Linked DNA regions of Mus musculus: all the other regions are linked to region 2. The links are chromatin contacts, called in public HiChIP or PLAC-seq and promoter capture Hi-C maps. All regions are on one chromosome and are shown on one strand. Each heading gives the region's core, a stretch centred on a gene start, on an enhancer-like site or on the middle of the called end of the contact. The rest is flanking DNA. Distances are from core to core; before and after follow the strand shown. Region 1 overlaps Tmem131 (transmembrane protein 131). Region 2 holds the start of Mgat4a (mannoside acetylglucosaminyltransferase 4, isoenzyme A). Region 3 holds the start of Tmem131 (transmembrane protein 131). Region 4 overlaps Tmem131 (transmembrane protein 131).

Region 1 (3,059 bases), core at 367-2,866, 740 kb after region 2:
TTGGTTCACTGTTTTCATGACTGCCAGCGCCTGGTGGTAGCCATGCAGTAGCTGCCAGCTGTGTTGGGAAGCCTGTGAAGGCTGTGTTGAGGGTTCACTGAAGCAGGCTCATGAGAGAAAACCCTTCCCACATTAACTTTCCTTTCTGAATTCTGTGCAGGTACAAATAAGTTAGTGGAAAACAGGCCAGTTGCCCTCTCAAAGTTCCTCCCCAGCAGTCAAGAACTAGGTAATACCAGCAGCTCAGAGGGTGAAAAGGATTCTCCTCCACCAGAATGGGATGCTGTGCCAGTTCACAAGCCCAGCAGCTGTAAGTATGGGTTTAGCAGCTACTGTGGTCCATGGCCGCCCCCGATCCAGTAGCTGCTGGGTGGGGAGGTTATTTCCAGAAGTGACTGCTGTGGGTGGCCTGCTATAGCCAGCTTCAGCCAAAGTGCATCTGTCCGGCCAGGGACTGGTCTACTTACACCATAGAAGGTAAGAGAGGCCAGAGATCCTAGACCAGCTGGAGGAAAGCCCGATGCCCAGGCCCATGTCTATACAGCCCTTCCATGCTTTCCTGCTCAGAGAACACCTCAGCCTGGCCCCAAGCTCTTTACTCTGCTCTCACCATCAGCCCCACTGGACTCGGCCCCGCTGTCTGCAGCATGGGCAAAGGAAGCCAGGGAGTGCCCAGGTCACACTGTCGCTGTCCCTTTTGGACACCTCTACTGCCTTAGTGCCCAGTTTTCCTGCTTCTTCCTTGATCTTCCATCTTCCTTAGACCCCAACTTCGGGTGCATATTTTCAGGACACTGCAGGCTTCAGAGCTTTGGTTTGTCCACTAAGGCTGAGTCAGGACAAAGCATTAGTCAGAGGACTCTATCCCGTGTGTACAGTCAGGATCCATTCAGCAGCCCTTGGCTGGAGGTTTACCTTGCTTGGGTTTCTGTTGTTCTCATGAAGCACCATTACCACTGAGGAGAAGGTTTAGTCAGCTTATGCGTCCACGCCACCGTCTGTCTTCTCCGGTGCAGAGGCCATGCGGTACTGCCTACTGCCTTGTTCCCTCAGCCTGATTCCATAGCACCTAGGACCGCCAGGGTGGCATTGCCCACAGTGAACTGGCCACTTCCATGTCCATCCGGAAGATGCACCACAGACTTACCTATAGGCCGCTCTAGGTGGGCGGTTCCCTTTTCTCAGGTGACCCTAGCTTGTGTCGAGTTGACATAAGAGTAGCCAGTAAAAACTTTGTACCAGTAAAGGAAGCCAAGAGTGTTCTTCATGGCTTAAAAGGCAAGGAAAGTGCCACGGAAGGCTACCCCAGGGGAGAAGTACCTGAAGCCAGAGGTTCTCTAACTTCACAAAGCAGTATGAAGGCTCTCTTCCCCAGCTTCAGGCCTTATTCCAGCCTTGTTCTGACCTCCTCAGTTCTGTTCCATCTTCCTTTGTCAAGCACATCTGCACACAGACAGAGCTTCCCTGACAGGTTTCAGGAAACACAAGCCAACACACACACACACACACACACACACACACACACACACACACACGCCCACGGCCAGCTGGCTCTGTTGCGTTTAGGTCTGTAGCAAAGCAGAAAGCATGACGGAAGGATGTGGCAAAGCTGCTCAGCTCGGTAGCTTGGAAGCAGAGAAGAGGGCACAGGGAGGGGTGTGACCGTGAAGGGCAACTTCCTCGTAGTCTGTCTGTCCAGTTGCTAATCCACTAGCGGCCCTCACAAGCCATCACCTGCAGGCGAGCACTGCTGTTGGAATAAGCGTTGAGCTCACTAGCCTTTGGGTATGGCTCCCATCCAGGCTGCACCAGAGCGGGGCCTGCCCCCAGTATTTCATCTTTCACCAGGGGCAGGTCAGAAAAGGTCCCATCCAAAAAATGAACAGGGAAGGAAGGAGCTGGGCATTTGTACAAAAAAATCAACCTTCAACATCAGTGTGCTGAATAAGCGTACTGTGCTCTGGAACTTCTAAGAAGCTTATGAACAACTCAGGCAAGAAATGTCTCACACACACACACACACACACACACACACACACACACACGGCATTTGTGATGAGCACTGGGCATGAGCAACAGCAGAGCAGCTATAGAGAGGTCACCTTTATGGTCACGAGTGGGCAGGTGGCAGGCTAAAGCAATGATAAAGGTTATCGGTGCCACTGGGGGTGTAGGAGAAAAAAGGTGACCTGACCATGGAGAATGGAGCCGTGGGCTTCAGGAGATAGGAGCTATGCTCCGCACTGATGTCACGGGGTCCTGACATGCCCCGAGGACTTAGCAGCAGCAGGTGCTAGACAGCTTGAGCAGACATGAGATCAGCAGAGCAGTGCAGAAGCAGGGCAGACTGGGGCTGCAGTGTCATGAACAGCTGGGCCGAGTCCTGTCCTGGGCCCCTGTTAGGGACACACAGCAGCTGTGTGAGTAACATATCTTCTGTTGTTACTCCTCCTTCCAGTTTGAGTGCCGATGTGACACTGAAATATTGTAAAGTTTTAAAGCAGCTCTGTAGATGTTTACAGTCCCAGGAATCCTGAGAGCCACAGCCGCACCTTCAGCACCCGGGCCTGAGACAAGGAACCTTGCTGGACTGAGGGCAGTCAGCCTGCGCACTTCATCTGCTGCAGGTTTACCCTGGAAGGAGGCATAGCTCCCTCTGGTCCTCAGTGGCCTCAGCTGCTCATGGGGTGGCAGTGAAGAGACTGACTGCCCTGCCCTGCATTTGGGGAGCAAGTGCTTGTATTCCCTGAAGCCCACAGGCACCAAGAGATGCACATTTCCCCCTTCTCCTTAGAACCTTTAAGTGGAATGCATAAGTCTTCATGTGTCTGCTTTATAGAAGCATTTGAATTTCACATCAAAAATAACTAACTTTGAAAAGTCCAGATGAAACTGTCACATTAATGGGACCTTTTGTTAATTTCCAGCTACTGACAGTCTTTATAAACTGTCTCTGCAAACCCTCAATGCAGACATTTTCTTAAAACAACGCCAGACCTCGCCAACACCTGCCTCTCCTTCTCTGCCCACCGCTCCCTGCCCGTTCACATCTCGTGGCA
Region 2 (3,009 bases), core at 54-2,553:
AATTTAGCTCTATTTCCCCCCAAAGTAGAAAGCAAAGCTGCCACTGGGTTTATCATGCTTCTCCCATACCCCGGCTGGTGCAGAGCTGGGGGAAGAAGACTGTGAGCCTCTTTTGGGATTTTGAAAACAGCTTAGGAACAACGGAGAGAAATCTCACCACAGGAGAGCTGAGAAACCTATAAATATAATAGCTAATTATTAAACACTTAATTTTGAGACAAAAAAAAAACGTCCCCCCCAAAAACAAAAACCCCTCATTCCGATGTTGTATACTAGAGTTTTCTATTTTTGAATTACTGTCGTCTTCTGATCCAGATATTTATTGCCTTGGTGTTTGCCAGGAACAAGGCTGTTTCCTAGTTTTTTGATTTCTTGTATGTCTTTGCAGTGTTGTTGGGAGGATTATGGTAACAGGGAGGACAGACACATCTCTTATCTTATTAGCTCTGTAACCACAGGTAAACTCTTTAACCTTTTAAGCTCATCTGTGAGAAATGGGGATTAACATATATGATAAGCAATTAAAGATTTGCCGGGATTATGGTAAGAAGCAATTAAAGATCTTAATATATGCCAGGCTTGATAGCTAACAGATAACGTGCACAGGGGCAGGCCACTCACGTTTTCTATAGATGTCCATCCATTTCGATCTGAAACCAGTTTTAAACTTTAAGAAATGGTCATCTGACACGTGCTCAAGAGAGAAGGGAAGACTAACACTGCATAGTAGAAAAATCGGGGACATTAGCACTGAGTGGTGTGCCTTTAAACCCTAGTCATATTTGTTGCTTCTAGTTGCTCCAAATGGTCCTCCCTGCGTCTCTGCCTCCTCCTGGAAGCTGGAGGATAACGATGCTCCTCACTGATGCTGGCAGTGTAATGCTTGGAACAGCGGGCCTTGGAAGCTATGGTTGGATTAGAGCCAGGACCTGTCACCGCGCCTGGACCGCCAGAAGATGGGACCCAGAGCTAGGAGGAAAGGCCATGGTGACCAGGTTGTATTCCGTGGGCTCACTGGGGCCTTTGTTGCCTCCCGAGGTTGCATGCGCTCAGGCCGGAGGGTACAAGCCAGATGTGGCGGCTGCGCTCCAGCCCCGGCCGCAACACCGATGCAAAAAGGGGCTGGGGAGAAATATATAGGCTGCTCTATTGCGCCGTTGAGTGACAGGCTGGCCGGCCACTGGCAGCGGCGGCGGGGCGCTTAGGGAAGTGGCGGCCAATGGCTGGCGGGAACTGGGGCGGGGGCTGGGCAGGGGCTGTCCCTGGCGAGGGCGGGGCGCGCGGCCCGCGGCGGCGGAGGCGGCTCCAGCAGCGACGCCGGCGGCCGCGGCAGAAGCGCCCTGGCCCGCGGCAGGTGAGGAGCGCGGGGCGCCGGGCAGGGGGCGGCCAGGAGGAGTACGGCGGGGTCCGCGGAACACCCACCTGCTGGTGGCTGAGGCGGGGCGTCCCGAGGCCGCCGTCCGATCGCGCGCGCACCGGGCCTCGGAACCGGGAGCGGGGCGCGGGCCGGCCGCCCTCCGCGCCTCGCCGCAGCCGCAGCCCCTCGGTGCTGCGCTCCTTCCCGGTGGTTGGCCTGGAGCCTCGGGCGGTCCCGGAGCACCGGGAAAGTGCAGTGCTGTGTGCGCGTGCACCGAGACCAAGAGTTGCGGGCAGGATCCCGCGACTGGAGGGTTGGAAGGCTGGAGGGTTGGAGGGCTGGGGGGCTGGGGGGCTGGAGGTGGCGCCGCCGCGGGGCAGGTAGGGCGGGGGCCGCTTGCCTGCGGGGAACTAAGATGTTCCGGGAGGTACGGGGGGAGCGAGCCCGGATTCCTCCCAGGCCTGGGTTTCCTCCATCCCATGGAAGCGGCGAGTGGGATCCCCTCCCCGACCTCAGGTGGGGTCTCGGACCCCTCCAGGTGTGACAGGTGATGTCTGGAAGGCTTGGCGTTAAGTGGTGGCAGTGGTACGCTTCCCGCGCCCGCTTTTATTTCTCTAAGCGTTGTGATCTCAGGAGCGGGTTCACGGCTTACATTTAGAATTCGGAAATAGCTGTAGATGGTATGTTATCTTCTTCGAGCCTGCCATCTATTTTGCTGTTGTGCTTTTTGCTGCCGACAAATTATTTAGTAAAAGATAAAAGAATGACATGGTTATTCACTTGAATGTAAAAATCTAAATTTAGAATCATGTAACACGCGCTCTGTGGTTCAGGCTCCTTTCTCTTCCAAATGCTTAAAGAATAGTTTTACTAACAGGTTATGGTGACATAGGTTCCATTAACCCCTGAGTGTAAATCATAACACATACTAGACAATGAAATTATGTAAGCTGTATAAAAGAAATATTTATGTTCTCTAAGTGGAAAGGGCATGAGTTTTTCATAATTGCGGTTTATAAAGTTGTGCAGGCTTACGTCATGGTGTTCATTGATCCGGGGTGTCATGAATCGTGCCTCTTGTTCTTTCAGGCACCTCTGTTTTGTCTGTGGGATGCTGATGAAGGACTCTACCAAATGTTAACCAAAGTGTTCTTAGCCGTGGAACATATGGGATATTTCAGAGAACACTTTAAAAACTTAATTAAAAAAAAAAAACAAACCCAGATGCAAGATTGTTAAATCTATTAACAAAACATATTCCTCATTCTGCGGTTTAGAGTTGAAGCCTCTTTTGGAGGATGGAGGAATGGCTAGTTACGTAGTCATTTTTTTGTTCAAAGACTTGGTTGTTATCAATTAATATAGCCAGGACAGTCTTAAGGTAAGGGCGGTAGATAAGTATTCACATATGTGGCCTCGGACACAAATGTAGGTCACCTGTGTCTAACGAGCCAGCCTCAAGCTGCCTGGGGTGGTTTAAGGGTACGAGGTGTGTTCTGTTTCCTCCTCTCTGGAGATTTCATTCACGTGTGCTTCACGATGAAGCTTAGTTTGGAAAACCCTGGTGTAAAATGAATAGCTGCATTCCGGTGGAGTGTAACACTCCTCCTCCTTTTGAGATGTCAGAACTTATTAGTAGAATTCCCTAACCG
Region 3 (2,702 bases), core at 139-2,638, 600 kb after region 2:
GGTCAACCTAGGCTACAGAAGGAGAATGCCTTGGGGGTGGGGGTGGGGGGCAAACCAAAAGCCATCGGGGGTGAGGACGCCTTCAAAATGTATTATTAATTTACATGTTTGCTTCACAAACAGGACGACAGCAGAAGGAAGAACGTTGAGTACCTTTTAAAAAAGGTTTTCTGAAATCCCATTTTCTTTTCTAGTTTGTTCTAAGACATGCAATAGGCAAATGTGGCCTTTTAAATAGATCGACTAACTCAACCAAAAGCTGAGAAAAGCAAAAAAAGACTCTGGGGCTAGGCTCTGGGGGGAAGTGACCAGGCTACCAAACTGTGACAATATCCTTCCTTCCCCTTCCCCAAAGGGCCTAGATTAAGACTTGTATCGAGCAAACAGACACACAGAAAAACACACACACACACTCAAACTTTAACCTGGGAGACATGAGGTGCTTCTTACAGGAGACTAAGACACACCATCTTTGATTTTGGCCTTTGAAAGGAGTATGCGCATAGAAACATATTGATCATTCCAAGACAGAGAAAACCCAGTCTGATTTCTGGCACACCTCGCCTTGTTCCTCCACCCCGCCCCAACTAATGCTTTTTACACACATGGTAAGTTTCCAAATACAAGCAAGCAAAGAAACTGCATAAAAAGGGCTTCCTGTGAACAAGAGGTACGAAGGTTCCATTAAGTCCCTCTTGGGTACGCTTTGGAAGACACAAATGTAAAGAGGGCGGGTCCCCCGTTCTTAAGGAAGCACTGCAAGAAATTGAATCGGACCCTGAACACTTCCCACGTCAAAGCCACCGAGAGGCAGAGGTGCGACCCGAGAAATCACTGGCACGGACTGTCGGCGCTGGGCTCCGGATGCGCACTCAGCCCTCTGAAAGGCTCGGACATTGCAGTACCACTAGACCCGGGTTTGTCCCGGCGTCGGAGGCGCGGCCGGGCCCCGCCCACGCACCAAAGCGGCTGCGCAGCGTGGCTACCCTATCTCCCACGTGACTGCCGTCATTGCCTCCGTGAAGCTCCGGCCGCCATCTTAACTCCTGGCCGGCCCGGGTCCCTCTCCCTCCTTCTCCCGGGCCGTGCGGCAGTGACAGGGTGCGGTTGGCCGCCCCGGCCCGTCCGGTCGGTGAAGCCCGTGTGATTCTGAGGGCGGGGCGAGGAGCCGGAGCTCACGGAGTCCACGGGGAGCACGCGAACCGGCGGGCCGCCCAGGTATTGGCACGGAGGGGGCGGGCCCCTGCGCTCTGCCCCGCCCCTTAGAGGCCAGCGCCGGGGCCCGCGGCCCTTGCCCGTTTCCAGTATGGCCGCCCGCCGTGCCTGACCCGCGGCCTCTCCGTTCCGGCTCTTCGTAGGCGATGCCGATGCCGAGACTGTGACTGACACTCTCGCTCCCACGCACGCACCGACCCAGACCCACGCCGGGAGCCCGAGCTCTGGGCCCACAACCGCTCTCTCCTCGGGCACCGCGGCCATAGCCCGGACCACGGCTCCCGCGCCGCTGCCGTCGCCTCGCGGAGAAGGGTCGCGCAGGACCTCGAGCTCGGCGGCCCCCGGCCCGCCAGGATGGGGAAGCGGGCGGGAGGAGCAGCCGCCGCCGCCGCCGCCGCCTCCACGTCCTCCGCGGCCGGGCTGGAGCCCGCGGCTGGCCGAGGCGGGGGTCCTCGGAGCGCAGCCGCGGGCCTCCTGGGAGCGCTGCACCTGGTGATGACCCTCGTGGTGGCCGCGGCGCGGGCCGAGAAGGAAGGTGGGTTGCCGGCGGCGGGCGGCGGGCGACAGGCGGCAGAGGGAGGCCCGCGACGGGCGCCGGCGCGAAGTTGCTGGGTCGAGCCCCGTCCCGAGCCGGCGACTCGGGGTTCGGCGAGCTGCCGCGTCGGCCGCGCGCCGCGGCTCTGCCGCTGCTCCGTGATTCCTTTCCCCTCACCGTGTCCCGGTCTTTCCCTCGTCTACTGTCAGTGCCCATAAAACTTCCCGAGCTCTCTTGTAGGTTCTTGCCACTTGGCCCGCTATGCGAGGAGGCACCCCGCTTTTAGGCTTCTTGGTGGCTCCTGCTAGGTCGATCGCGGGACGCTTTTCTTGTTTTCCCTTTGTCAGGTTTTAATTTGGGCATGCGGACCGAGCTCACTTTAAAATGCGGTGGTTAAAAAAGAAGAAAAAAAAAAAGCGAGACTGGTGGAAAGGCTTCAATACACGGCTTATAAAATTTCTATTTGCTGGGACATCTCTTTGAAGAGGCTCTTGTTTCCTTAGTATCCTTCTTCACTATCCCTTTGCGGTATGGAGGATCGTTTGTTATTAGCCCTAAATAGACTCTCATTTGCCTCTAGTAAGCTACTGGAAGCCGGTTTCCATTTCTGCTTTAATATCCTCACGTAATTCGGTGCCTTTCTCTTTGATGTGTGAGCCCTTAGAAACGAATGTCAAGTTCCCAGCTTGCACACCCTTCACCTGTAACTCACAATTGAAGCCGCACTCCAGTTTTAATAACTCCTCTAATATTGTAAGGTTGTAAAACTGGTACTTTGACAAGATCAGAAATTACTTTGCAGTCTTGAAGACTAATTTGGGGGTGGGGGTGTTCTGGACTACCTGTTTCTGAACGTGAGCCCAAGGAGAAGTGTGAGCAGTCACAGAACCTTCATGAATTAATTCACAGTGAATGCTGCTTTTTTTTTTCCCTAAGAAGAAAACTAGTTAGA
Region 4 (3,155 bases), core at 144-2,643, 710 kb after region 2:
AATATCCAGTTGCTATGTACTAGCCGGTTTCCCCTCGCTTGTTGGCATGCTCTGACTGCTCAATATGTCTTGGAATCTTTTTTTTAAAAAAAGACAAAAAACCAAGGTCTCACACGTGGCTCTGAACTCACAGAGATCTACCTCAGCTTCCTAGGTACTGGGATTATAGGCATGCACACCACACCTGACATAATTACTGAGTGCTAGTTTGACCTGAATATCATGAGAAAAGACTAAACATGTATTAAGAATAGATGCAAGCATCAGATCCCATTACAGATGTTTTGATCCTCCAGGTGGTTGCTGGGAATTGAACTCAGAACCTCTGGAAGATCATCAGTCAGTGCTCTTAACCACTGAGCCATCTCTCCAGCCCTGCTTTCCCATTTCTTAAGTCATCTTTGAATTAGCAGTAGTTAGTAACTAGTACTAAAGTGGCTAGTATAAATAAGTTCATTACAAGGCAATGATTTTGAATAATTTTTTCATCTTAAGTTACCTGAATGAACTTTAAGTATTTTATTGTGATTTTTGTTTGTTATTTATTTATTTGTTATTTCCTTAGACAAATGAGTTTTACCTGATGATTCAGGTTTATTTTTAAGAGTGCACAGTTCAGACTCCTTGTGTAAAGTGGCTCACCAACTTTACATTTGTTCACTATTAGTGCAGTATGTTTTGCAGTGATAACTCTGAATGTAAATTCTCTCTCTCATTTGGCAATGCTTAAAGTATTGCATTTGAAGTGAAAGAATCATTTTTTTTCAACATGTATTTTAAGATCTTCCTGCTTATAACAACTGTATCTCAGCAAAAAAACATGACTTGTTCTTTCTGGTACGGTTTTGCAAGGCTGCTACCACAGAGAGCATGCTACGGTGTGGCCCCTCAGGAACCGCTGCAGCAAGGGAGCATGTCTGGACATGGCCGTGCTTCCATTGTTGCTGTCTCACAAGGTAGACAGTGAAGGAAAGCCCTCTGAGGCCTCAGCTCACAAGGCCAGCTCTCTAGCTCCGCAGACAGATCATACCCTAGAGAAATTCTCACAGGTGGGGAAGTGAGCCTGAGTGTGGCCACGAGCAGCTGGGGCTCCAGCTGCACTCCTGCTGCCTGCCTGCCTGCCACGTGTGCTCCGTGGCTTCCCTTGCTCGGGTGGTAAAATCGTGCAATAAAAGCAAAAGAAACTTCCTTCCATTTGCAGCTTAGCTCACAGTTCTAGCTGTTCTTTGTTTACTCTCAAAATGCTTACATATGCTTGAGGGGATGGAGAGGTCTGTGTTTTAGACGGTTGCTACTAACAGTAAGCTTATTGATAAGTAAGGAATTGCTGTGAGCAGATCTTCTGGTTCCCAGCCCAGTCTTCAGCGCACAGTGAAGCAGATGAGAAGCTCATGCTGGGAGAGCAGAGGTGCAAGGATTCCAGCAGTGCTTCTGCGGGAGGGAGGGAGCAGTCCTTAGGGTGCCCCAGCCTGTGAGGTCTTGCTAGCCCCCAGGGCTAATGGCAGTGCGTGGGAGAGTGAGCTGCCCTGGCAGGCCCTGGAGTTACTCTAATCTTCTTAAGTCCCTGCCATAGCAAGCACCAGGCTGCAGGCCAGTGTCCTTTTTCATATTCTTCTCACTTCTGTTGTGGCTTCAAGGGACTCACATTTGATGCTCAGACTGGGAAGAGTTCTCCTTTATAAGGATCAGCCTCGACTGGGGAGGAATCTAGTGCCCTGCCGGCCGTGAAGCAGGCATGAGCTTCACAGGTGGAGGATTGTCCTGGGGGGAGGGGGGGGGATAAGTGGGCTTTGATGTCAAGTTCACACAGCCCCAATGATTTGATACTTAGAATTAAGGTTACTGTGCAATTTGTATACCAGGATGTCAGACAAGTGGCCCTGTACCGAGTCAGGAGCCTGGCTTCAGTCCTCTCGGTACCCGACTGTTGAAACATTGCGTTATACTCTGAGGCTTTCTTTCTTTTTTTTTTTTTTAGATTTGCTTATTTATTTATTTATTTATTTATTTATTTATTTATTTATTTATTATATGTAAGTACCCTGTAGCTGTCCTCAGACACTCCAGAAGAGGGAGTCAGATCTCGTTATGGATGGTTGTGAGCCACCATGTGGTTGCTGGGATTTGAACTCCTGACCTTCGGAAGAACAGTCGGGTGCTCTTACCCACTGAGCCATCTCACCAGCCCGAGGCTCTCTTTATTAGAACAGTGCGGATAGAATTGATATCTTTGAATTCTTTCAGTTAAAATGATTTGTATCATTGAGGATAATTTAAAAAAATAAACCTTATAAAGTGTTCAATTTAAATATATACTAAAAATACACCATTTAGTGGGGTGTTTGTTTATTTGTTTGTTTGTCTTAACTTTAAGTTTGTGTAGATAGACCTGATTTCCTAAGTTGTAAGCATCCGAGCCTCACTTCCAAGTTCAGTGCCTCTGTAGTGAGCCTCAGTCCCTAGTGCTCACTAGAGTGCAGCCTTACCCTTTGACAGTGGACCGTGCTTACCCTGCCAAGCTGGGGAGAAACACTGCAGAGGCCACATGGGGTCACAGTGCCCTGAGGTGTGCTCACTCTTCCTACTAGGACACAGTTTCAGGGCACCTTTGTGTGTGGCTTTCTTCAAGATGGATGAGTCTTGAGATATCTTCTTGTCCTCTTATCTTAGAAAGTAGGCTTTCATGTAGAGAAGGAGACCTTTAGGTTTCCCATGTGTGAGTTCGTCCTGAGGTGTCATACTTAGTCATCTCATACTTTGCCATCACTGCATTTCATACAGTGTTCTTGTGAAAGTCGGGCTTTGCTCTTGTCTTATTTCACTTACAGCTACTAGTATTACGCCTTACGTTTGTGTATGCTTTTCTTTCTACCTAAACTACTAGACTAAAATAACAGGTTTGTTTTCTTCGCAGAGTGTTCGACCAACACCACAAAATGACGCTATCACGGTACATTTTAAACCAGTTACGTTAAAAGCTTCTGAAAGTAAATATACCAAGGTTGCCAGCATTAGTTTTGATGGTAAATATTCATTTTTTTCTCCTAGAGTGGTTATTATTTTGACAAACTAGAAAGCTCCTATGTTGATGAGTTAATATAGAAATCCAGACTATTTTAATACTACTGCCTCAATTGATTTTCCCCTATGAAGAT

The links. Promoter capture Hi-C pulls out the DNA fragments that hold promoters and counts their contacts. HiChIP or PLAC-seq counts read pairs in DNA pulled down with a chosen protein or histone mark.
Region 1: an H3K4me3 HiChIP or PLAC-seq map of pro-B cells shows a contact between it and region 2, with 4 times the contacts expected there. The contact joins the enhancer-like site here to the promoter of Mgat4a in region 2. A contact is called at or near these places in 3 of 39 promoter capture datasets (cranial neural crest, hippocampal neurons and stem cell-derived epiblast-like cells), 2 of 484 Hi-C or Micro-C datasets (B cells and embryonic stem cells), 6 of 115 datasets of contacts at active chromatin or transcription factors (astrocytes, bone marrow-derived macrophages, embryonic limb bud and 3 more) and 1 of 9 other capture datasets (embryonic stem cells).
Region 3: a contact with region 2 is called in an H3K27ac HiChIP or PLAC-seq map of microglia, with 5 times the contacts expected there. The contact joins the promoter of Tmem131 here to the promoter of Mgat4a in region 2. A contact is called at or near these places in 1 of 39 promoter capture datasets (pre-B cells), 1 of 484 Hi-C or Micro-C datasets (embryonic stem cells), 1 of 115 datasets of contacts at active chromatin or transcription factors (microglia) and 1 of 9 other capture datasets (adipose tissue).
Region 4: a promoter capture Hi-C map of cranial neural crest shows a contact between it and region 2. The contact joins the enhancer-like site here to the promoter of Mgat4a in region 2. A contact is called at or near these places in 4 of 39 promoter capture datasets (cranial neural crest, hematopoietic stem and progenitor cells, neutrophils and 1 more), 1 of 115 datasets of contacts at active chromatin or transcription factors (bone marrow-derived macrophages) and 1 of 9 other capture datasets (liver).

What each region holds. Positions count from the first base shown.
Region 1 is chr1:36,796,193-36,799,251 of GRCm38.p6, reverse strand. It overlaps Tmem131 (transmembrane protein 131), which reads left to right. Exons shown (of 41, transcript NM_018872.2): 35 at 161-310; 36 at 2,928-3,059. Among named protein-coding and RNA genes, the nearest start is that of Zap70, 36 kb to the right of the region's middle. Within about 2 kb of position 1,616, at least 75 of the 459 cell types and tissues checked have an H3K27ac peak or open chromatin away from gene starts, as enhancers often do. A contact at or near this core is called in B cells and pro-B cells, where this site is marked.
Region 2 is chr1:37,539,310-37,542,318 of GRCm38.p6, reverse strand. It overlaps Mgat4a (mannoside acetylglucosaminyltransferase 4, isoenzyme A), which reads left to right and starts at 1,303. Exons shown (of 16, transcript NM_173870.3): 1 at 1,303-1,354.
Region 3 is chr1:36,938,213-36,940,914 of GRCm38.p6, reverse strand. It overlaps Tmem131 (transmembrane protein 131), which reads left to right and starts at 1,388. Exons shown (of 41, transcript NM_018872.2): 1 at 1,388-1,750. The coding sequence starts at 1,570.
Region 4 is chr1:36,829,434-36,832,588 of GRCm38.p6, reverse strand. Tmem131 (transmembrane protein 131) reads left to right here. Exons shown (of 41, transcript NM_018872.2): 12 at 2,915-3,023. Among named protein-coding and RNA genes, the nearest start is that of Zap70, 69 kb to the right of the region's middle. Within about 2 kb of position 1,393, at least 82 of the 459 cell types and tissues checked have an H3K27ac peak or open chromatin away from gene starts, as enhancers often do. A contact at or near this core is called in stem cell-derived epiblast-like cells, where this site is marked.